Linked DNA regions of Mus musculus: all the other regions are linked to region 3. Evidence: chromatin contacts called from public Micro-C and promoter capture Hi-C data. All regions are on one chromosome and are shown on one strand. Each heading gives the region's core, a stretch centred on a gene start, on an enhancer-like site or on the middle of the called end of the contact. The rest is flanking DNA. Distances are from core to core; before and after follow the strand shown.

Region 1 (2,700 bases), core at 141-2,640, 480 kb after region 3:
CACACAATTTGAATTTTATAGAATTTTGCATTGTCTACAAATATAATTTGTCTTCTTACTGTAGGCTCTAAGACCGTTTGTATTCCGAGATGCTGAAATCGCTGTTTCTCAAGGACGGGACCCATGTCTTCAAGTCCACACTAAATAGCTCTTCCAAGTTCAGTGGATAAACAATTTAGATGTATCATGTCTCAAATGGTCTTGTTGCATCCGTTTGATCATTGTGCAGCAGGCCCTGCAACAGGGGGAGAGCATGGGTGCACACACAGTACTCTTCCCCCACTCTTCCAGCCCCTGGAATGTCAAGGGTTAGCAGAACAAGGAGAAACTTGAGAGAATGCAAAGCAAGCCCAATACTGGCAGGGTGCTGGGGCATGTGGGAGGGAGTGTCACTGTAGGTCAGATCTGGGGTCCCCAGGAAGTCGGGGAGGGGGGATCTGGAAATTCACGCTGGATGTGGTGTGTTAAAGGTTTCTCAGTGAGTTATCAGGACACATGCTGAGGCTATCACAAGTCCAACCTCTTCATCCACCCTGCCTGCCAAGTCTCTGCCTCCACGGGGCAGAGACTTTCTTCCACCAGAGTGGCTCCACTGATTATTCCTATCGCCCTGGGCCCCTGCCTGCTCCTGTTGCCTAGCCTCGCTTTCAGTGAGTCACCAGATACCCTGGTAAGAAAACCCAGCTTTGGAATGAAAAAGGAGAAAGGCATAGACATTTCCTGTTGCTTTGTTCATGCCCACCATCGTCTTTGGGAATCCTTTAACCTCTCAGAAGCTCTCCTTTCCCTCCGAAAGACCAGCAATTACAATAGCCATGCTTACCTCCAGGGAGGTGAATATCAAAGGAGATGGGGGATGTAAGCAGGTCTTGCTTAGCTTAGCATAGCATGCATGTTAATTATCTTTGTTGAGGTTTGAACGGGATGGGGTTTGACGCCAAAGCAAATCTTATAAATGCTGGTCTTCCAGAGGGAACAGAGCACACCGGGGACTTTCTCATATATACAAATATGAATTTCGGTTAAATTTGGTGTTTATATCTTTGGAAGTATATTTGTTTCCGATCCTTTCCGGATTTTCTCCCAGCCATTTACTAGTCTTGGACCCGTTTATTTCTATCTTTTTTAAAAATCCTCTGCTTCCTCTCGAATATCATGAAGATAACTGAACACATTCCCAGGGCGTATTAGCAAGATCCTTTGAAAAAAGGCGTAGAGAACACTGCGTAAGTGATGCTTTTTAATCAAGAAAGGACTTAGCTGAAGCCTGCAGGCCTGGCGCTGAGCTAGGCTGGGTTGTGAGGCGCTCGGCTCGCAGACTGGTCCAGCAGGGGGCGCCCGGGCACCTCACTGCAGCATCTTGGTGGCGGAGCGCAGCGGCGGCTGGCCGGAGCTCGCGTCCTGCCGCAGTCTCTGCGCTGCTAGTCTGAGCGAGCGCGAGGGAAGAGACCCCGTCCGGGCACCGCACTTGCAGCCCCAGCGACTCCCAACCGCAATCGCGGCCCCCCAACTCTCAAACGCCTCCTGTAGCCCGCGTGGGTCAGGGTGGGAGAGCTTCCTAGTCTCCGCGGGCGGATTGCGAACTTGGAGAGGACCGCGGCTGTCTCCCCGGCCTGGACAGTGAACAGGTGAGTGACACGCACGTGTCCAGGTGGCTCCCTGAGGACAGGGTACGAGCCCCTGAGGGCTCAGCCCCTGGGTGAGTCCCGGTGGTCTCCGGGTCCCTCCCTAAGGGCGACTTTGGGGTTCTCCTGAGAGATGTGAACGCCAGCCACCAGGCTTGACAGCGCGTCCTGCGCCTAAGGCGTCCTTCCGAATTAGGGGACATCTGCTCTTTATGTGGAGCCTGTGAGCTGCAGAACATGCAGCCCACTGTGGGCTTGCTCCTGGCTGCAGGACCTGTTGATCTCAGGGTAGCGAGCCAGCCGGGGGGCTTGCGCAGTCACAACCTCTTTGGTGTGGCTGTTGCCTTGTGATAAGATGAAGGAAAATTCCTAGCAGAGAAACTGAGAAATCTTGATTTCAGGAGAGGTCTGACCCAGAGAGAAGCGATCTCACTCCACCACCATCAGACTGGATTCACTGCTGTCTTGGACAGCTGTGCTTTGCTTTCTTTCTTTCTTTTTTTTTTTTTTCTTTTTCTTTTTAGAAGGCCATAAAAGCATTAAAATGTAATTATAAAGATGCCCCCACTCGCCTCAAGAGGAAGTGGAAAACTCTGACCTTGATAAACACAGTCTGCGAAATGATTTATTAGGAGCAAAACCTTTTGCTAAGTAAATAAACAGATGGATGAAGCTTTAGAAACGCAATTGTCGTAGGTCTAACAGAGTCCCCACAGGTAGCCTCTTTGGTTAGTATACACCTAAGTGTGGAGGGAGTCAATGAATTCGACGATTGGTCAGTAGTACCAAATGAAACAACACACGTCTTTCCTTCACTCTAATGTTTCCTCTGATGACTTCATGCATACGGAAAAGCAACGCCTTTCATCCCCTAAATATTTAGGTGTGATTTTAGGATGGAAACTTGAAACTTGTTTGGTTTTGCCTCCGGGAAAGCAAATCTGCTCCGAGAGTGAACTTCAGGCCACGGCAGGAATAGTTCCTGTGTTTGAACCATTGAGTTTCCTCAGATCTGAGGGATAGAAGGTCTCTGGTTAATTCAACAGATACTTGCCTGTAGGTTACTATGACAACA
Region 2 (2,700 bases), core at 46-2,545, 400 kb after region 3:
GGCCATCCTTCAGTTGCTGGGGCAAGAAGGGAGAAAGGACTAGGAAGGAAAGCAGACCTTCGGAACCCGGAGTGAGGGGGTACCAATTCCCAACTTCCCTTCATATGCCAAGAAAACAGCTTAAAAAATAAAAACACTACATGCTTGAAGTGTCAAGATTTTGTTTTTCTTTTTTAAACAGTATTTTCCTTTTCACTTTTTTTTCTCAAAGTACAATTTTGAGCCACACGTTCCAAAGAGGATAGGAAAAGGTGAGTTTTATAAATCATATATTCCACCATTAAAAATCAGTGGCAGCATCCTGTTACGAGAGGATGGAACTGTGTAGAGTTTTACCAGGCATCCCTAGGTGGATGGAGGGTAAGACAGGGAGTGACCTCCTTGGGAGTTGAACCGATTCCTTATTCAATGGAGCCCTCTCCCTCGCCCCGCCTGGCCGGTGCGTCTAGTCCAGAGCTCAGCGCCCTGCGTGTGATTCCCTCCCGCAGAAGGCAAACTGACTGAGACAAAGCAGCTGTACCGAGGCTTCACTGGGGGAGGGCGCGAAGGTGAAGTGGCATAGGGGTGCAGTGGGAACCACTAAAAAAAGTGCCCTCATTTTGCCTGAGAAAGCTCTATCCCGCAAGCTCATCGCTGAGGTAGCAGAGTACAAAGGGAGACAACTGGAAGGCTCAAACTTCCAGATCTTTCCACCCGCAGCTACGCAGCCCACCCGGCACCGCTCTGAGGACAAAGCGTGTGCGACTGGCGCTCTCCGCCTGGTCACCGCACCCTGAGCGAATAGCTCCCCACGGCGGGATGGATCCCCATCTCCGAGGACTGGGGGACCCTACCTTGAGCAGCACAAAGAGCCCGAGCAGAGGTAGCAGGCGGCGGCCCCCGAGCGTTCCCCTAGGCAGGTGCCCCATCGCGGCGCGACCAGGGACCGGGGAGGGAACGGCAGCGCCAGCAGTTCTCCGTGGCGCTTACAATGACCAGTCCCGGCTGGCAGCCTCAGACTTCGGGCGCCCGGGCGGCTCCGGGCGGCCGCATGTCGCCTGGCAGGTCGTCCTGTGCCCCCGGATGGATCGCTCTCCTCTTCTGTGCCCGAGTCCTGCTAGAACGTGCTTGGAGCCGGCGTTGTTTAATGGCTAAGGATGGAGAGGGTGGGGATGGCAGTGGGCGAGGCTCTGCGCCACAGCTACAGCGGTTGCCACGGGAGGCAGGGGTCGGCGTGCGGAAGGAGCTGCCCGAGCTCCGCAGGCAGACAACCCTCCGCGGCCCCCTAGCAACAGTGGTGTTCTCTCTCAGAGCAAGGAACTCCTCAAGTGCAGATCTTGGGTCCTCCCACCAGGGCCTGCCTGCTTCCCATTGCTAGGCAGCCCCCCAGACCAGGCTCCGCCTCAGCCTTTCCAGAGTCTCCTAGGAAGAGTTGTTTGAGGGTTTCCCCTCTCTCTTATCTCAGGCCCTTCTCAACCCCCCCCCCCCGTTCCTTTGCCCTTGTATTTACAAGTGACACTACAAGTGACACTTAATGTTTTCGAAAAGAGGAGTGAATCTCAACTTCTATACCCCCCGACCTCAGTTCAATTCCCCCATAGCATCCTATAATCAGCTAGGGAAACTGAATAATTCTGTGCGTTTCCCCCTCTTATCCTGCTGCCCACACCTAGCTCACAGTATTTTACACGTATTTAGAATAAGTGTGTAATATATTCTCTCTGTGTGTGAACACACTAAGTACTCTGAATTATCCATGAATAACTAACTAATCTAAGAATTTAGAATCACAAGCAACGATTTCCATGAAGTGTGTCTCATGTCTACTTATCTGTCTCTAGAGGTTTTGTGTAGTTTTTGAAAGACAACTCTATATTAAAAATAAAAAGTGGGATTCATTATATTAAGTCATTTCTTTTTATCATGTAAATGTCCTGGGTGGGCCCTGAGGTGCTGGAATTTTGTTTTTATCCTTCAAAGTGTGGTATCAGGTGACAGAAAAGGGCACCCTGGCGGTGCACTTAGGAGTGTGTCACCAGCACTCTGGGACACAGCTGAGGAATGGTGGCCTGCTATAGGATCAGAGTCGTGTGTGCTCATCTTTTTCTACATGAGGACTATAAACTAAAGGTTTGGATTAGGAATTTTTGCATGAATAGATCGAGGCACTAACAGTTCTTCAGAAAACAGAACGAGGCTCTGGGCTTGTGTGTGAGTGTTTCCCTTGCTGGCACCAAAGCTACCTCAGTACACAGCCTTGATGGACTTCTGTTCAGCGCCCTCGTGCCTGTCCTTTGTTGGCCTGACTCTCATGCCCTCCCTCCCTCTCCCCCCCCCAAGGTTTTCCCTGCTTCCCACTTCTGGGCCAAACTCGAGTGCTTTCTAAGAAATGGCTCCTCAGACCTGCACTTTCAGAGCCTTTGGTCTGATATGTTTTTCTTTTATTTTGAAGCTTTTGAAAGTGGTTTTCCATTTCCAGCTACATCAAAGAGGCTCCACAGTGATCTAATTTCCAGACAGAGATGCTCAAGTTGGGGCCTAAGTGGTACTCACAAGATGCCAGAAGTTATTCTTTTAAATAGAGTTTTATTTTAGTATCAGTATGTGAATTAAATACATATGTAAGGTTAATTGTGCATATACATGTGTGTGTGTGTGTGTGTGTGTGTGTGTATACACACACACATATATATATTTGGGATAGGAATGTTTGATCTATTT
Region 3 (2,700 bases), core at 131-2,630:
CTTCTACTATTTCAAGTCTTACAATATCTGTAAGGAGCAAGATTAATTTCATGTCAGTCCTCAGGGTCCATCTTTCCCAGTCTACAGTTGAAGGAGAGTTGATCTGAGTATATAAATCTATGTATGTAAGCTGTGGAGTAGGCAGACCTGGATTTCAATCCTAATGTCACTATTGGCTTTGGCAAAAAGAAAATTCTGAATAACATTTTCCCAATTTTCTAAAGCGGTGATTCATTTTAAGGGTTAGAGATGGTGTAAAGTAAAATTTGTAGCTCCTGGCAGAGATTGTCAATTAACAATCCTAGTTTTCTATACCATCTATCAAAACCAGCTATTTCGAACACTGGACATGCTCAAGTGGATGTCAGTCTGTTGGGAATGTTGGATGGAGGAAGATTCTGGATGAAGGCAGTAGACCGAACTTAATCATAAAACCCATCACTGCCCCCTTTTAGTCTCCATCTTGGCCTGCTAATTCACGGTCTCTTGAATGAGCTTTTGCTTGCCTCGCAAAGCAGGTAGGCCCAGCTATTTAAGCCAAGTTTTGTTTAATAGTCTGCCTTGGCTTCTTTGGAAGTCAATTGCCTTGGAAGTTAGAAGGGCCAGGGTGTCTGGGGGCGTAGCTGTGACAACGGAGGTATTGTAGAAGGTAAGAAAATGCCAGGTTCAGAAGAGAAGACTGGCAGATCCTTATTTTGTGGCTTCAGTGATCGAGCCAAGGAGCACTGAGCAGTGGTGAGTAGTTATTACTGGACTAAAGAGTCTCCCATACTTGAAACTACACCAGACTCTTGGCAGGAGCTCCTATGAAAAATGGGATCCAGGACGCCTGGTGAGACAGGTCTGGGCTTGCTGGCTATATCCAGGGACTGGAGTATTGTAGTCTCTCTAAACCAGTGAAGCCCTTGGGTACCACTTGCATACTGCTTTGGTTGAAGAGAGATGGTACAGGAGCAGACCAATGGACACAGGTCACAGGTCAGAGGCTGGGGAATACCTCTTCTTGGTAGTTGAGTAGGGCAGTAACTCCCAGATTAACACTAGTCATCAGTTGTGTGGCAGGATCTGGCCGCGGTCACCTGAGCGCTCTTTCCGCCTGCGGCATCCCCCCCCCCCCCCCCCCCGGCTGTGCTCTGCAGACCTAGGTCATTTCACTTGAGGAATTGTAGACACCACTCTGAGGCTGGGATCCCGGGTCTCCCCTGCGGGGTGCCGTGCTCGCCTTGTGGGATGAAGCCCTTGAGATTCTATCCAGAGCCCTAGGGTCTACTAGAGACTCAACTGTCCTCAAGATCTTGCAAACGGAGCCCTCTCCCGGCCGCGCGGGGCAACGCGCGTTCCCGGCTCGCTGCTGGGCATGCGCGGCGCGCGCTGGCTGTGTCCGGGAGCGAGCGGCGCGCACACACGGCCCGGGCGGCGGGCGAAGCGGGCTCCCGGGGCGCTGGGCGCAGGGCGCAGGGCGCAGGGCGCGGGGCAAGCCCCAGCGGCGTGTCTGCAGCGGGGCGCGGCGGGCGCTCCAGCTCCGGGATCTTTCTCCCTCCGTCACCTCCCTCGCGTCTAGGGAGGTCGTGGCACTCCCTGAGGAGCGCGGCTGCTCGGAGGGCGGATCCTAGGTAAGAGCCCCCCGAACATCAGTGCGGCTCCCCGGGTGGGATTCCCGCGGCATGGGCTCCCTCTCGCTTTCCCATAAGGGTCTTTGTGAGCCGTCACCGGAGTGGTGCCAGGCTCAGCGGCCGCTGCGGTTCACTTGGACCCTTTGCAACTGGTGTGTCGGCGGCCAGGTGTGCGCGGCGCTGCCGCCCTAGCGCGTCCCCGCGCCCGCTCCGCGCACCCCGAAGCCAGGAGACCCGATCCCCCCGCGGCCTCCTCCGCCCGGGTGGTCGCCGAGGTCCCCCGAGAGACCCCGCGCTCCCCTGGGCTGCGCGGGCGTACCTGAGTTCCGCACACCTGGACTCCCACCCCGCCCTAACGTCTTAGATGCAGGGCTTTCGGAGCGCCTCTCACCCAGCTCAAGTGGGGACCCCTTAGGAAACCTGTTTGAGATGTGGACCCGCCCTGGTATACACCCTCCAGTTGAGGTAGCTCGCTGTGTTTGAATAGTTGTGAATTCTGGATCACTTTCCAACACCATTTTACTTTTAGGAAGATGGCCTCTCTATGGCTGTCAGTAGTGCTTCGGAGGGCTCCACACCCACCGAGAGAGACAGTGAAGGCGCCCCGGGGTCTCATCCCTTCCTTCCTTTCAATGACTACAATACACATGCAAAAATCTTTGCCCGGTTCTCTGAGCCATGTTGTTCAAATCCTCCTCCTGTAGCCCCCAAGTGCTGTTGGCATCTCGCCGGGGCAGGACGCCCTAGGGTTTGGGCTTAAAATCCATAGACATTTGGAGCAGCGAGGCATTAGAAGAGGAGGTCTTCCTGAGCCAGTGTTTCAGCGAATGCATGGCTGCTTTTCTTCTAAAGGTTTCCCTTCTTGCCTCAGACAGTAAGAGAAAGAGACGAAAAAGCGAATAAGATAGTTCAGATCCAACTTGGTTCAGACACGTGTGGGTACTTTGAAGTTTTATTTGGTTTTGCCACTTTGGGGAGGAGGTGGAATTACGATTCCTGGAAGACTTTTTTTATGTTTAAAAAAAATCGTCAAAGTGTCTGTGTTGCGGGCTGTTTCTAATTTCTCGCTCTTGAAAGGATGCCATTC

What was found. Hi-C and Micro-C count contacts between places; a contact is called where the count stands out from the background. Capture Hi-C pulls out chosen DNA fragments and counts their contacts.
Region 1: a promoter capture Hi-C map of adipose tissue shows a contact between it and region 3. The contact joins the promoter of Rerg here to the promoter of Eps8 in region 3. A contact is called at or near these places in 8 of 39 promoter capture datasets (the 3T3-L1 cell line, the HPC-7 cell line, cranial neural crest and 5 more), 3 of 115 datasets of contacts at active chromatin or transcription factors (embryonic stem cells and large pre-B cells) and 1 of 9 other capture datasets (adipose tissue).
Region 2: a contact with region 3 is called in a Micro-C map of embryonic stem cells, with 10 times the contacts expected there. The contact joins the promoter of Ptpro here to the promoter of Eps8 in region 3. A contact is called at or near these places in 3 of 39 promoter capture datasets (cranial neural crest, hippocampal neurons and stem cell-derived epiblast-like cells), 1 of 484 Hi-C or Micro-C datasets (embryonic stem cells) and 4 of 115 datasets of contacts at active chromatin or transcription factors (embryonic stem cells and stem cell-derived neural progenitor cells).

Annotation. Positions count from the first base shown.
Region 1 is chr6:137,168,408-137,171,107 of GRCm38.p6, reverse strand. Rerg (RAS-like, estrogen-regulated, growth-inhibitor) reads left to right here and starts at 1,390. Exons shown (of 5, transcript NM_001164212.1): 1 at 1,390-1,628.
Region 2 is chr6:137,250,894-137,253,593 of GRCm38.p6, reverse strand. It overlaps Ptpro (protein tyrosine phosphatase, receptor type, O), which reads right to left and starts at 1,295. Exons shown (of 27, transcript NM_011216.3): 1 at 834-1,295. The coding sequence starts at 908.
Region 3 is chr6:137,647,965-137,650,664 of GRCm38.p6, reverse strand. It overlaps Eps8 (epidermal growth factor receptor pathway substrate 8), which reads left to right and starts at 1,380. Exons shown (of 22, transcript NM_007945.3): 1 at 1,380-1,613.